Linked DNA regions of Sus scrofa: region 1 is linked to region 2. A link is a contact called in public HiChIP or PLAC-seq data. All regions are on one chromosome and are shown on one strand. The core of a region is the stretch at or near the end of the contact, and the rest is flanking DNA. Distances in the headings are between cores, read along the strand shown. Region 1 overlaps NFE2L2 (nuclear factor erythroid 2-related factor 2). Region 2 overlaps LOC110256983 (a long non-coding RNA gene).

What was found. HiChIP or PLAC-seq counts read pairs in DNA pulled down with a chosen protein or histone mark.
Region 1: an H3K27ac HiChIP or PLAC-seq map of skeletal muscle shows a contact between it and region 2, with 2.8 times the contacts expected there. The contact joins two enhancer-like sites. A contact is called at or near these places in 1 of 5 promoter capture datasets (liver), 9 of 47 Hi-C or Micro-C datasets (embryonic fibroblasts, epiblast stem cells, fetal heart ventricle and 6 more) and 2 of 2 datasets of contacts at active chromatin or transcription factors (alveolar macrophages and skeletal muscle).

Annotation. Positions count from the first base shown.
Region 1 is chr15:82,993,556-83,000,057 of Sscrofa11.1, reverse strand. All of the region lies in intron 3 of NFE2L2 (nuclear factor erythroid 2-related factor 2), which reads left to right. Among named protein-coding and RNA genes, the nearest start is that of HNRNPA3, 38 kb to the right of the region's middle. Within about 2 kb of position 2,262, at least 7 of the 83 cell types and tissues checked have an H3K27ac peak or open chromatin away from gene starts, as enhancers often do. A contact at or near this core is called in skeletal muscle, where this site is marked.
Region 2 is chr15:82,914,995-82,921,984 of Sscrofa11.1, reverse strand. The region is part of intron 2 of LOC110256983 (a long non-coding RNA gene); the gene reads left to right. Among named protein-coding and RNA genes, the nearest start is that of HNRNPA3, 40 kb to the left of the region's middle. Within about 2 kb of position 1,349, at least 15 of the 83 cell types and tissues checked have an H3K27ac peak or open chromatin away from gene starts, as enhancers often do. A contact at or near this core is called in skeletal muscle, where this site is marked.

The sequences.
Region 1 (6,502 bases), core at 1,013-3,512, 77 kb before region 2:
TGGCAGAGATAATCATGGAGACAGAGGGGACAATTAATTAGTCTTTCATTTCCTTTCTGTTACCAACTCACTTGCAAAGTTTTAAAGAGAACCAGCCTTTGGATGTTACATCAGAATACAGACAACTGGCAATTTCATGGGCAAGCAAAGGGGAAAAACTAACATTTACTGAACAGCTGCTGGTACTGTAGTAGGTCCTGGACATGTTCTCACTTGATCTTGACAATCTTTGGTGATGGCGGCTGTTACCCTCTTTTTACAGATGCAGAAACCTATTCAAAGAGGTAAAGTGACTGTCCAAGGCCATGCTGCTCTCCATGGCAGGACGGGGATTTAGAAAGTCCCTAATCACGGGTCTCCCTTCCCTGTTTTCCTCCTCCTTCCTTCCCTTTCTTTCCTTCCTTATTTAGTGACTGGAGGTGTTTGTTAGATGCTGACAAATGAGAGACTCCTTTACAAAGATTCATGAAGACTATGTCTCTACCTCAGGGAGCTCACTCAGTGTTCATCAAAGAGGGTGCTGCTAGCAAACGGCCTGGACTTCTCTCTTGAGTGGGGGACTGTCCCACATTACAGGATATTTAACATCATTGTGACGATCAGAAAGGACCCTTCCCCCTGCCCCCACCCTCACACAATTCCAATTGCTTCTAGGTGGTCCTCCCAGTCCCAGTAGAACCACTGTGATACAATGACTTCTGGGGACAATCTGAAGCTGTCCCTGTTTGTTCTGGATATTCCTGTTTGTTCTCAGGAAACCTCAGGCTATGAATTCCTTGTTCTTTGCAGGGAGGCCCACCATCTCCTCCGATGGCAGCGTGTTCACACCTCTTATTCTAAACTAGAGAGGGTGGTGGGAGAGAGAACACACGAAGTGATGAAAGCTCTAGAAACCAGAGGGACCAGGTACATTTCACTTCCTCAGGTAGCATGTCTCGTCCAGTTCCTTGAACACAGAGCATTTGTATTCGATCCAGTGACTGTTACTGCTGATAGTGACCATTTCTGCAGCCTAGAGCTGCAAGGAACTGGTCCTAAAAAGATAAGCTAACCACTTTTTAAATTTTCAAGGTTAAGTTAAAAGTCATTTGCCCTGTCTCCCTAGGTCTTGACTGCCCGTTTTTTACAGGGTACTTTTTGGAAGAAGTCTGGATAGTAAGGGAAAGCTATAGAATACCTGGAGAGGTTGAGATATTGTGGTGATAGACTGAGGCTTTAGAAACAAAGTCTAGAATGGGGGGAAGTGAGGTTACCCACTTTTTTTTGTCTTTTTTTCTGACCATCAACCAGAGGGGAATAGCTAGTATCCTTTAAGAAAGTACATTTAATCAACATTTATATTGACTAATTGACTATTGACTAATCAGCATATCATCCAGGTTACCAAATTCCTTAATGGCTATTTGAAAATACTACATTTGTTCTCTCAAAAGTTCTCTCAAACACTCAAAAAGTTTTATTATTAACTCGAAGGAGCATGCCTTTATAGTTCTTAAGGTATTATATTTTGTTTTTAGTAGATTACCCAAAGAATAATTTGAAGTGTTGTTATCATGAATGAAGTTAAGTAATTTTCTATGACTAGTAGTGGGGTCATACATGATATTAAACGTTATACCTTTGTTATTTACGCTAGGGTTTAATTAGAATCCTTCAACCCTAGACACCTTAGCTACACAGTGAAAATACGCAGTATCTGTAACTTATTCTGTTTTGTTTTGTTTTTTGTCTTTTTTTTGCTATTTCTTTGGGCCGCTCCCACGGCATATGGAGGTTCCCAGGCTAGGGGTCGAATCGGAGCTGTAGCTGCCAAGCCTACGCTGGGGCCACAGCAAGCCGGATCCGAGCTGCGTCTGCAACCTACACCACAGCTCACGGCAACACCGGATCGTTAACCCACTGAGCAAGCGCAGAGACCAAACCCGCAACCTCATGGTTCCTAGTTGGATTCGTCAACCACTGCGCCACGACAGGAACTCCTGTAACTTATTCTAATTAAGGATTTAATTAGAATCCTTCAACCCTAGACACCTTAGATACACAGTGAAAATACTCAGTATCTGTAACTTACTCATTCCGCAAACATTTATTAGGTATTAACACGCCCTGAGGAATTTCAGGCCGTAAAGTCGTTTCAATCCTTCAAGATAACATAGCAAAAATATTGTCCTCCTTGAAGGACATTTGCTTCTCAATTTCCCTTCCTCCTAATCAATCAGTCCCTTTGTTCTTTGTACACCTGGGTTATAGGGCATGCTTCATATCATAATGAGTTATAAATGACACCTCTATCTCTTCTGCTTAATGTAGGACTTCCTCTCGGGCAGGGATTGTATTTCAGTCATTTTTGTAACTGGTGGCTGGCACCACGCCTAGTGTTTATTTAATAGTAGTTGCTCAGCAGATGTGAGTGTGAGTTTGTTACTGCCCTCTAGGAACTTGGTGTTTATACAAGTTAGGTTCACTGTGATATATGACAGCACAGAGGAGAAAAATGTCTCTTCCAACTGGGCTGCTCAGAGAGGACATCTCAAGGAGGTAGCAGATTATCTAGACTTTTTTGGAAGTAGGATTCCTTTTGGCTTAAACTTCAGTTGGAAGCCCGAGGAAGCGGGCAGGCATGAGCTGGCCTGGGGCAGCGCGTAGGGTTGCAAGGGTTGGAAGGGTGAACCTGGGGCTGGCTGAAGAGGGCTTTTGGTGCCCACGCATGGGGTTTCACATTCATAAAAGGCATCTGGAAACCAGAGAAGGTCTTGGAAAGGGCAAGACATAGGAGCTGGGTGTGGACAGGAAGTTATTATGGTCTGTGCACCAGAAGGTGGGCAGGTTGGGGCAAAGAGATGGTGAGGGGCTATGGCTGTGGTGTGACTCAATTGCCTTGGCATCAGCACAGTAGTGAGAATCTGTTCATTGTCAATCTGATCAGTACCACCTCTGTTAGCCATTTAAGAGGAAAAATTTTAAGCCTCCTTTTAAAGGAGGGAGTAGGAATTTCTCTTGTGGCACAGCAGGTTAAGGATCTGGTGTTGTCATTGCAGTGGCTCAAGTTGCTGCTGTGGCTCGGCTTCAATCCCTGGCCCGGGAACTTCCACGTGCTGTGGGTGCAGCATGCATGCATGCATGAACAAACAAACAAACAAACGAGGGAGTGGATTTTTCTCCTTCCGATGGTCTTCTCCTGAACCCATCTGTGCTCAAGCGTGGGCGCCCTGCCATTCCTGTGTTTTAACAAACTCATTGCCAGTGTCTTCACTCCATTGATGAGAGGAAGGAGCCAGAAACAGCTCTTTCTCTTTTAGGATGGACTGTTTTCTTCTCTATGGTGGCACAGGGGGAGTTTCTTTTCCTGCCCTCCTCTAAGATCCATTTCCTCTCACTGCCTTCATCCAGCTGGACCTATTTCATCCTTGCCTTCCAGTCCCAGTGATTAGCACTATTTACCCCCCCCCAAAAAACAGACAATATCCTCTCTTTTTTTCTCCCACGGGCTTTGCTTGTGCGCCCTGAGCGAATAGAGGTAGGCATCTCGCAACGTTGGTGGTGGCAGGTGCAGTCACTCGGGCTCTTCCCAATGCCAACCAGGTTCTGAGTGCTTTACATACTTGATTTTTGTCGTGTGCACTTCTTACTCTGCCCTGTGAGGCAATGAGCCTTGTCCCTGACTTACAGGCTGAGAGCCGAGGCCCAGAGAGGTTGATAAATATACGATGGGAATGCTTCAGTCCTGTCATCATGGGATGTGGCTAATTATCTGGGTCACATGTTCTTAGAATTAAGTAAAAGAGAACTGAGCACAAGATCCAGCATACGCTATACATTCAGCAAACCTGGTGGCTGTGGTGATTGTCAGGGAAGCTTGGGATGTGGGATCTGAGCTTTCCTTGGCCCACTCTAAAAATCCCCCTTTGAATCCTGTGCAATGTGTAATCCATGCCCTTTGCACTCTTTGCTGTAAGCTTCTCATTCTCCTGTAACATGTCCTGGCTTCATGTCGGGGCCAGATTGCTGTGGAGACTGAAGTCTCCTGAGACATAAAACCAATCCACCACCAGGCCCCACATGTGCCCTAGGACAGCAGAGGGCCGCACGCTGCCCGGTCTCTTCTGTGGGGAGACCCCTCCAGTATGTCCACAGGATCCTCAGCTTCCAGCTTAGTCAGATGGATGAACCATCTTTTGAACTCCATCCCAGACACCTTTGCTTTGTCGACTTAATTGCACATCCTGAAAGCTGAGAGTTAAGTTTTTTTTTTTTTTAGGGCCAAATCTGTGGCATATGGAGGTTCCCAGGCTAGGGGTTCAGTCAGAGCTACATCTGCCGGCCACAGCCACAGCCCCACAGGATCCGAACCTCGTCTGCAACCTACACCACAGCTCACGGCAACGGGCAACTGAGGGAGGCCAGGGATCAAAGCCGCAACTTCATGGTTCCTACTTGGATTCATTTCCCCTGTGCCATGACAGGAACTCCGAGGGCTAAATTTTATTTGGGGCAAAATAAGGAGACAGCATCCCAGGTAGCCCCCAGAAACCGCTGCCAGGAGACAAAGGATATAGGATATAGAGGAGTTTTTGCAACAAAGGGCAGGGAGCAGGAGCAAAAGAGGTCTGAAATCATTCTGTATCCTGAGTTTTCACAGCCTTCGGGGCTCACTGGCTCCCCCTTGGAGGTGGCTGCTAGAGATGGCTGCATTCTCATGACTGTGGCATCCTTAGTTTGGTCCACTTAACTACAGCCCAGGTATTTTAGATGGTCTTGAAATACTGCCCTTAACAGGAAAGGGGGCGTATCAGGGTATGTGTGATCAGGTGAGGGGAGAGGTGCACACATTTCACAGAAGTTTGTTGCTGGTCTCGAGAAGGTACTCCTAGTCACAAGGAGCAGCCATCACTATGAGGGATTTCAGTGTTTTTCTAGGTAGGAGCAGATGCAAGAATCGGGCACATAAAATCTTCTAATGATATCTGACTATCTGAAGACCTGTTCTTCCAGTTTCCCCAGAGCAGAGCGCTTCATTCCTGATTTCCACCCTGAGCTCCGCTCAGGGGGTGCTGTGGGTCAGCAGCTGCAGTGGCTCGTGATTAAATCCAGGTAGAGGCAGATGGCAAGTGCAGAACTCCAGTTTGCAGCTTGTAGCAGAATTTCTTAACTCTGTACAGTCTGCCAGTGGACACTGCTCTGTTTTTAGGCCCAGAATCCCAAACAGAAAGAATTTGGGAGGTGGAGAATTTGGGTTGTGGAGGGTTAAACCCACACATGAACGGAGCTGACCCCTGTGGCCTCATCCTCTTCCCAACCCATCTTTAAGTCTCTGAAGACTCAACTATTTCCTTTGGAATAACTACCCCTAAGTGACTCTGGCCTTTAAAAAGGTGAAATGTTTTGTCTGGATGTACACGGAGCATGATAAAGTGAGAAAAAAGAATCTCTACATGTATGTGTGACTGGTCACCTTGCTGTACAGCAGAAAATTGACAGAACACTGTAACCCAGCTATAATGGAAAAAATAAAAATCATTATAAAATTAAAAAAGGGGGGGGAGGATGTAAAATGGTGAAGGGACAGACCTTAAACAAGTGCTGTGAGGAAGAGGATAACACTGAAAACTTTTTACACCTGCTGCCCTTGTGGTTGCCATGCAGTGGCTGATCCATAAATAAAGTAGGAGCTCACCTTCCACATTTTGTATAGTGCTTAGACCCAGAAGCCTCCAAATTAGATGCTTCTCATGTTCATTTGACATCTGCAACAGCAGTTGAATCTATTAATAGCCTTAATACCTCACCCCTGGCTTGTCCTGTGTATTTTTAGAGGGGCATTCACATACTTTTCTCCCAAGTGAGAAACAATTCTGTGAGGACAGGTAGCGAGTCTGTTTTCCCTGACAGCCCAGAGCAACTCTCCAGCGAGTTAGCAGCAGAGCCCCGCAGGCACAGCACTGTGCAGCCTCCTTCACGAGGCCCCGGCTGTTCTGAGTACTTTCCAGCCTCTGTTATCTGAGTGCTTGGGTCATGAAAACCAGGGGTGGAGTGCAATCGCAGTCACTGTTAATTAGAGGGGAGTCTGGGGGCAAAGTGCCTTCGCCTCTCCATGCTTCAGTTTCCTTGCTCCAAAGGGGGGAGGATGGCGGCACCACCTTGCTTGCAGATTGTGGTGCATATAAGTGAGCTCCTGGCCCCTGGCCACGAGTGCTTGGAAGAGGGTGGAGCACAGAGAAAGTGCACAGTAAATGGTGGCTGTTATTATTGCTATACTGTGTCATACTTGCCTTTACCTGGCTGTAAAATATTGACACTGTGATCTTTCATTCTCAAATCATAAGCCCCACCCCCAACCCACCTAACCGTTATCCTTGCATATTTATTTAGCAAGTTAGTTGAAAAGATTTACCTTAAGAAAATATTCCCGTACTGATTTTTAAGGGAATGAAGTGTGACATATGTACTAATTATCGTTTCCACTGTAAGACATCCAGGTTGCTGCCTGGCAGTTGGCAACAAC
Region 2 (6,990 bases), core at 100-2,599:
GAGCAAATTTTTAAGAATTAATTTGTATGCCCTATTTAGAATTCCATATAAGACCAACTTTGAGACAAAATGTGTGTAAAATATAGACTGGGAATGTCATAAGATCAGGGTTGAAAGGTTATTTAAAGGGAGAGGGGGAGTTGTCTATTGGTGGTTACTAAATTCCTAACTGTGTATTTTCAAAGCTCTATCATTGACTCATAAGATAACGCTAGGAAAACAGGATTTCTAAGTATTGATAAGCAGCAATTTAGCAATCTTAGAGATGACCATCAAAAAGTTTCCTTGTTACAAAGTTATCTTACTGTGACTTTTTAAACTGGGCCCTTTGGGGGTATCGATACAGAGGAGAGTGAGTGCTGGGGGACAGGGGTCTCCAGGGTGGGCTGTTCACAGGAGCAGATGAGGTGCCTTCCTTCAGTCATGGCCACGGTGGGAGCATTGACTCCATAGAAAGCAGCACACCTCCAAATCAGTTTTTCCTGGAGTGCTCCTTGTTAAATATTTACTAGCACACCTCTGAAGCAGATCCGCTTTTACTTGTCGTAAAAGAGTAAATTATAGGGAATGTCTGTGTGAGGTAGAGCTCTTGAAAAAGGTTTCATGACCACAAAGAAATTTCAAAACCATGCTGCAGTGGGAAATTTTCTTTTTTTTTCTGAGTAACATACATAGTGACTATTATAATTTGAAGACTTATGAATCATTTTATTATTTACATGGGTATTTAAGAGACTGCATTGATTTTACTATTTACTAAAACCATAGCAGTTATGTTACATACCATTAGCTTTCTAATAAATCCTCATACAATGACAGTTTAAAGTACTTTGAGATGTTTTAAGATGTATCAAAAAGAAAAACCCTTGGTCGTGAGCTTAGAGTTTAGTAAATATAGCTCTGTTGGATTAGTCAGTTAAGTAATTACAAAAATGGATGTGTTCCAGAAAAATGCCACTCCTTTACGTATTATGGGCCAGGGAGCAATGTTAATATTTAAATCGTTGTTAACATTTTTGTTCCTTTTGGGTTATGGTATTGAAATACCGTATTGATTTAATCCACAATGTTTTGGGCTCCCTAGTTTTTTTTCCTTCTCCTGTTTGCTGAAGTGACTCCCTAAAATTTCACTTTTGAGAACTAATATGGTCAATCACGTTATCATCAAGTGTTGGTGATTAAACCACTTTCCCTAAATTCTCCGAGCCCACCCACCCCAGTTGCTGCTTCTTTCTCAGGCTTTGTTAGGTCAGATTTCAGGTCACTATTTGGGCTATTTTTACTTTGGTTTCTTATCCCATGAGGCTAGCTGGCTTAAGGGAGGGACGATGCCAAGATGCAAATTGGGCATAAGGGGAGGGAGAGAGCTCATTTTGGTATATGCCTAAAACATGTTCTTGGCCTGTTAATCCGGGAGCTCTGCATGGGGATTTTAGGCACCAGGCCTTTGATTTCTCATATTTCATTGCTTCTAAATATCTTCTTCAGGACCTGTGGTGAGGAGAGATGTCTGGGCTGAGCAGGAGTTGGGTACTTTTGGGCCCCTTGGCTTAAGCATGAATATCATTACAGTAAGGGCCGCCATGAATGGCTGTCTGCTTTTGAACTGCAATTACCTGCCCCTCCTCTCCTTCAGCCAGGCTCTGATGCAGGGCACCCTTCAGGCCTGTTTCTTCAGGCCTGTAATCCTCTAATAGCGATGATTCCATTAAGTACACAGATTCTAACCCTGTGTCCCAGTATCCCAGGACTGAAAAACAGTTATTGTGAGTGCAAACCTCAGCAAGACATATACTAAAATTTGACCCATACAGGAAAAATTAACATTATTGGTGGATGCCAGGGGTGGGGTAAAACAGGTGAATGGGGTCAAAAGGTACAAACTTCCAGTTAAAAAATAAATAACTTGGGAGTTCCTGATGTGGCTCAGTGGTAACGTCCCCCACTAGTATCCAATGAGAATTCGAGGTCAAACCCTGGCCTTGCTCAGTGGGTTAAGGATCTGGAGTTGCTATGAGCTGTGATGTAGGTCACAGATGTGGCTTGGATGGATCCTGAATTGCTGTGGCTGTGGTATAGGCCAGCAGCTGCAGCTCTGATTAAACCCCTAGCCTGGGAACTTGCATATGCTGCACACGAGGCCCTAAAAAGATAATGAAAAAAAAAAAAAAAAGAAAGAAAGAAGTTCTTTATGTACAGTGATGGATGTTAATAGAGTGTGGTGATCATTTTCCAACATTTGCAAAGATCGAATCATTATGTTCTACACCTGAAACTAATATAATGGATGTCAATTTTACCTCAATTAAAAAAATTATTATTTTGGGAAGGGAAAATAAACCAGTCCTCATTGTATAAGGCTCTTTTTCTTCCCTGAGAATGAGTTCTTTTGTTGGGAGGTTTTCTGAATGTTACACATACCCCGATCTCCCCCTACTAATTTGCCAGACTTGTGTGGATGTGTTTGAATTTAAGTAGCAGACCCAGTCTGGGTCCATAGTCAGAGGCCCATCAGGCCCATTTGTCAAACTGCAAGGTCAGTTTGACAAACATGCCCAGGCATGCTTGAAACTCAGCAGAGGATAATAGATTTCTCACTATGTAAACAAAGTAAGGAAGCAGGAAAAGAAGCAGAGGTCAAAGAAAGAATGAAAGGAGAGCAGGACATTGTATCACTGTCTGCCTCAGGTCTCCCTTTAAATTGCAGTTTGATAGTTCATTTGGTACAAAAATTGTGGTACAGCCAGTGGTTTGCCTTTCTTCTCTCCACATTTTGGATTATCAATACTTTGTGAGTCAGGCTCTTTGCTGGCCTAGGTATGGTGCTCACCAAAAATGCTTAAGAAACATTTTTGACAAGGAATGGTGACCAAAAAAACTGAGATGTGAAACTAAAACAAATGAAAGAATTTGTTATTTTGCTTTGAACTGACTACACTGTGAAAAGAACAGCCTCTTTCTGCAGCATGATGTAGTTCTGCTGTGACCACTTTAACCATGTCTCTTCAGTGACTGTTTTGCAAACTGGGTCATTTGTAGTGTGCACCTTTAAAGATGGCAGCACGAATTCCTGCTGTCAGCTTCAGGTCAGACACAGTGGGGAAAGAACTCCCACAAGTTGGAACTGATCATCTTGATTGATTTTTCATTAGTTCTGGTCTTTCCAAGAAACAATGAACATATAGCTGTTGTGACCAGTAGGTTTAAACCAAGTCACATAAGAGAGACTGTTGCTGAGTGTCTCCCTTATACTTTGCAGGATTTGCAGGGGTCATTTGCTCTCTAGGGTTTTTCTGGAAGAACCCCCTTTCCTGCCCCAATCTTGTTTACAGTCATCCCTGAATCATTAAACTCTAGTACATTGAAGACAAATCTTGAAGCATTCCCTATAGTTTACATTGTCATCTCTAGCGCCTTCTAAATCTAGAAAATGTTCCATGTATATATATATTTGTATGTATTTATTATATATATATTTAATTATATATATATATATATATTAAACACAACTCTATTCTTGCTTAAGTCTGCCTTATTCCCATATTCAAACCTTTGCCCTGGAGGTCTATCATCTTTCCCAGTGGCTCTAGAAGTGTTCTTATCCCCTTCAATTTCATAATCGTCTTCCAAATACATAGACAAATGGGTCATTTATAACTATCGTATTTATTTTCTCCCTGCTCAGCTTTTCTAAACCTCCCATGAGGGAGGCTTCTGTTTGCACCATTTCACTGAAACTGCTCTAAAAAACCACTGATGGCCTTTATCCAGAAGTGTTTGTGTAAAACTCTGGAATTCTCTGGAAACATGCTTTCATATATTTTGTGTCATGAGATAATAGTAGATTAAAAACAATCATAGGTTTAGTAAAACACAGTAGAACTGCATTAGCATTTGAGTAGTTTAGGAATGTATTCTGATCTGCTGCGGTAAAAATCATATCTCTGTCCTTCTCTGCCCTCAAACACAGAAACCATCTATGGCAGAAATCTGACATAAGATATTTATTTCTTTAAGCCAGCCCTGTTCTCCAACACATCTAATGCATGTGTTAGAGAATAGTATTTATTTACTATGTGTGGCTGTCACCTAGAAGCAGGCATAGTTTATTAAAAAAAAAATCAAGTTAGTCACAGGGATAAGAATTCTATAGACCATTGACAGAGGAAGTCTTTTTTTGGTTACTGGAGAGCTAGTCCATATACAGAATGGACCATGCTTGCTCTTTTGAAGTCTCATTCTTTAGCAGAAAAGCAAAGCTGTATCAGATCTGAATATGAAGTACTAAAGCAGCTCTGGAGATAGCAAGCAACAGTCTATGTTACAGGGTTAACATACTCATTTAATTTCATTGGAAAAAATAATGAAACTGGTGAAAAGTATTTATGGAACCAGAGGAGAGCATATTTTGCTGGTTTTACTTTATGTTTGAAGTTTTGGGTATAGCTCTGCCCATAAATACTGAAATGCCTAGCATAAAGAACGCAGCCTGGGGCATACCCCATAAAACTTACAGTGCAATTAAATGAGCAATTTCCACTGGATATAAAACGGGCATGTTGAGTGGAATATGAATTAAACCGTGCATAGGACTCAGGCCTGCATTAGGCTTTGGAGAGGAACCAGCTGGTTTTGGTAGCCACGGATGCAGTCCATCTATAGGTCAAGGCCAGTAAGTAACAAAAGATAACTGTAGTTAGCATGAAGATCAGGGCATTCCAAATTATGGTTAATAAAATTCCCTTGTCATTATGTCTCCTGGAAAGGCTCAGCAAAATGACGACTGATAGGAAAGGATTAAATCTGACTCTCCATTACACTGCAGACACACTTAGTTCCACCGTTGTGTTTGCTATACAGAATTTTTGACATGTCCCTCAAACTTTATTTTCACCTTCTGAGTATTCACTCCTACATCACAGTCCCTCAGGTGTCCTTAGATAGCATTCAAAAAGATTTCAACTGGAAAACTGAACAGGCATGAACACAAATATCAGTTGGTATAACAGACCACACTCTATCCTCGTTCATTTATGGGACCTTATTTGGAAACTAAAGGACAATGATTCACTGTGAGGAAACTCAACTTCAGAAAGAATTTAGACCAGCACCCTGTGGGGTACCACATGTGTAAGTTTGACTCAGGGAGGGACTCACTTTTAAGTATATAAAACATATTTATCTCACAGTGTAGGGCAAAGCAGGTCCACCCAAAATAAAGCTTAGCATTTCTTTCTTTGAGGAATCTGAGTAAGGGTGAGGGAAGGAAAGCTTGACATTTTCCTGTTCATTAAAGCCAGTGGATAGCTCAGGGAAACTGGTCCTTCCCTCCCAGTTTTCCTCCAAGCTCCTCACCTCCACTGTCCTGGGAAGAAATGAGGGGATGGGGTGGATAATAGGCCAGTGATTCCAATGAGTATCATCAACTATTTAAAATGTTCACATGTCAAGGTATATATTCTTTCTTTTTGAAATTATGGCCTTTCACTGTAGTTTTGTCTGAATTCACTTTCTCTTGACAAATAAAGTGTCTTCTAATTGTAAAAATGAACTACATGTATATGAAAATTTCCCAAATGAAACATATTTTCAATGGCAGCATGCACTTTGAATTTTCTGCATATGATTTTGTCCCATCCAGACCTACATCTCAGCGTATCTCATTTGCGTAATGATAATTTCAGTCTTGGACCAAACAAATGTACTGTTTCCTGCTCTTTTGTCCAGAGGCTGGCTTTCCCTAAAATGACCAATTGGGTGCATTTAGATGGTTGGCTGGTTCCAACTCCACAGATCTGCAGCCATGGATGTATCTGGAAGGGCAAGATGAGAGAACTGAAAGCTGGTCTCTTGGACCGTATATACCAGGAAGTGGAAAGCTGAAGCTAGTTACAAGAGAGAAAGATGTAAGAGTGAGCCAAAGCAGTAAAGTCGCTTTCTGTGTGTGACCCTGATGCATTGGACATTTCTGTTTTAGACTAAAAGCGTAATAAAAAGGGCACTTTATTTAGGTTAACAGAGCATTATATAACTGGGAAAAATTTTACAGTTATATATATATGTATATATATATATATATATATATACACACACACATATATATAGTGAATACTTTGTGGAGGAAAAGACTTCCCCTTAGTTTATTATTTGAATAAAGGGAAAAAACCCTGCAAATTCTTTAATGACGCATTTCTTTCTTTTTTGAAAACAAAAACTTGGAGGCATAAAATGGGTTATTTTAATCGGAATGCAACTCTTATGCTACTGCTTTACTATTTGTTCACAGTTAAAATCATTCCATGTTTTCCTAGGGAGACTGGTCAGTTTGAAAACATTGTTAATTAGCAAGCTAAGAGGCTGTAGATCACTGCATCTTTAGAGCTCTGGCGCGAGCTAGTGGTAGGAGAGGAGAGCCACGCTGTCGCTCTCATATCAGAGAAAGTGGCTGTCATATTGTTGCCTCCCCTTAGCCATCGTTCTTCCTCACTTTTTTCCCCCACACCAGTTGTAATGCAGGATCATTGCCGTGTGGCTAGAGAGGGGCTGACGGGATTATAGATGAAAGTAGAGGAAAGTTGTGAGCAGAGGCAGAGAGAGGAAAAGCCAGATGCTGTTGTTCTTCCAAAGGACTTGAGAAGAGATCATTTATTTGAAATACTCCTGCCATTTTGATGGAGCAGCTCAATCTTTTGCCAGTGAACATTCAGCCTTTTGTTTTTCATTTGTAGATATATTTCAGTATATACTTAGGACATATAATAACTATGGAGCTTCACCACAAACACAGCACTGGGGACAGATAATGTTGTAAGTCTAAATTTGTGTTCATTTTTAAATAACAAATATTTCTATTACCTTCTTACTGGTACAACTCTAAGATGAATAACTCTCAAATAGTTAATAAAGCAGAAACCTCATAAGGTGTATTTGTTGCTGGTACACTATGGAAAAATATAAAAATTCCAAGCAAAAGATACTTTATTTGGGATG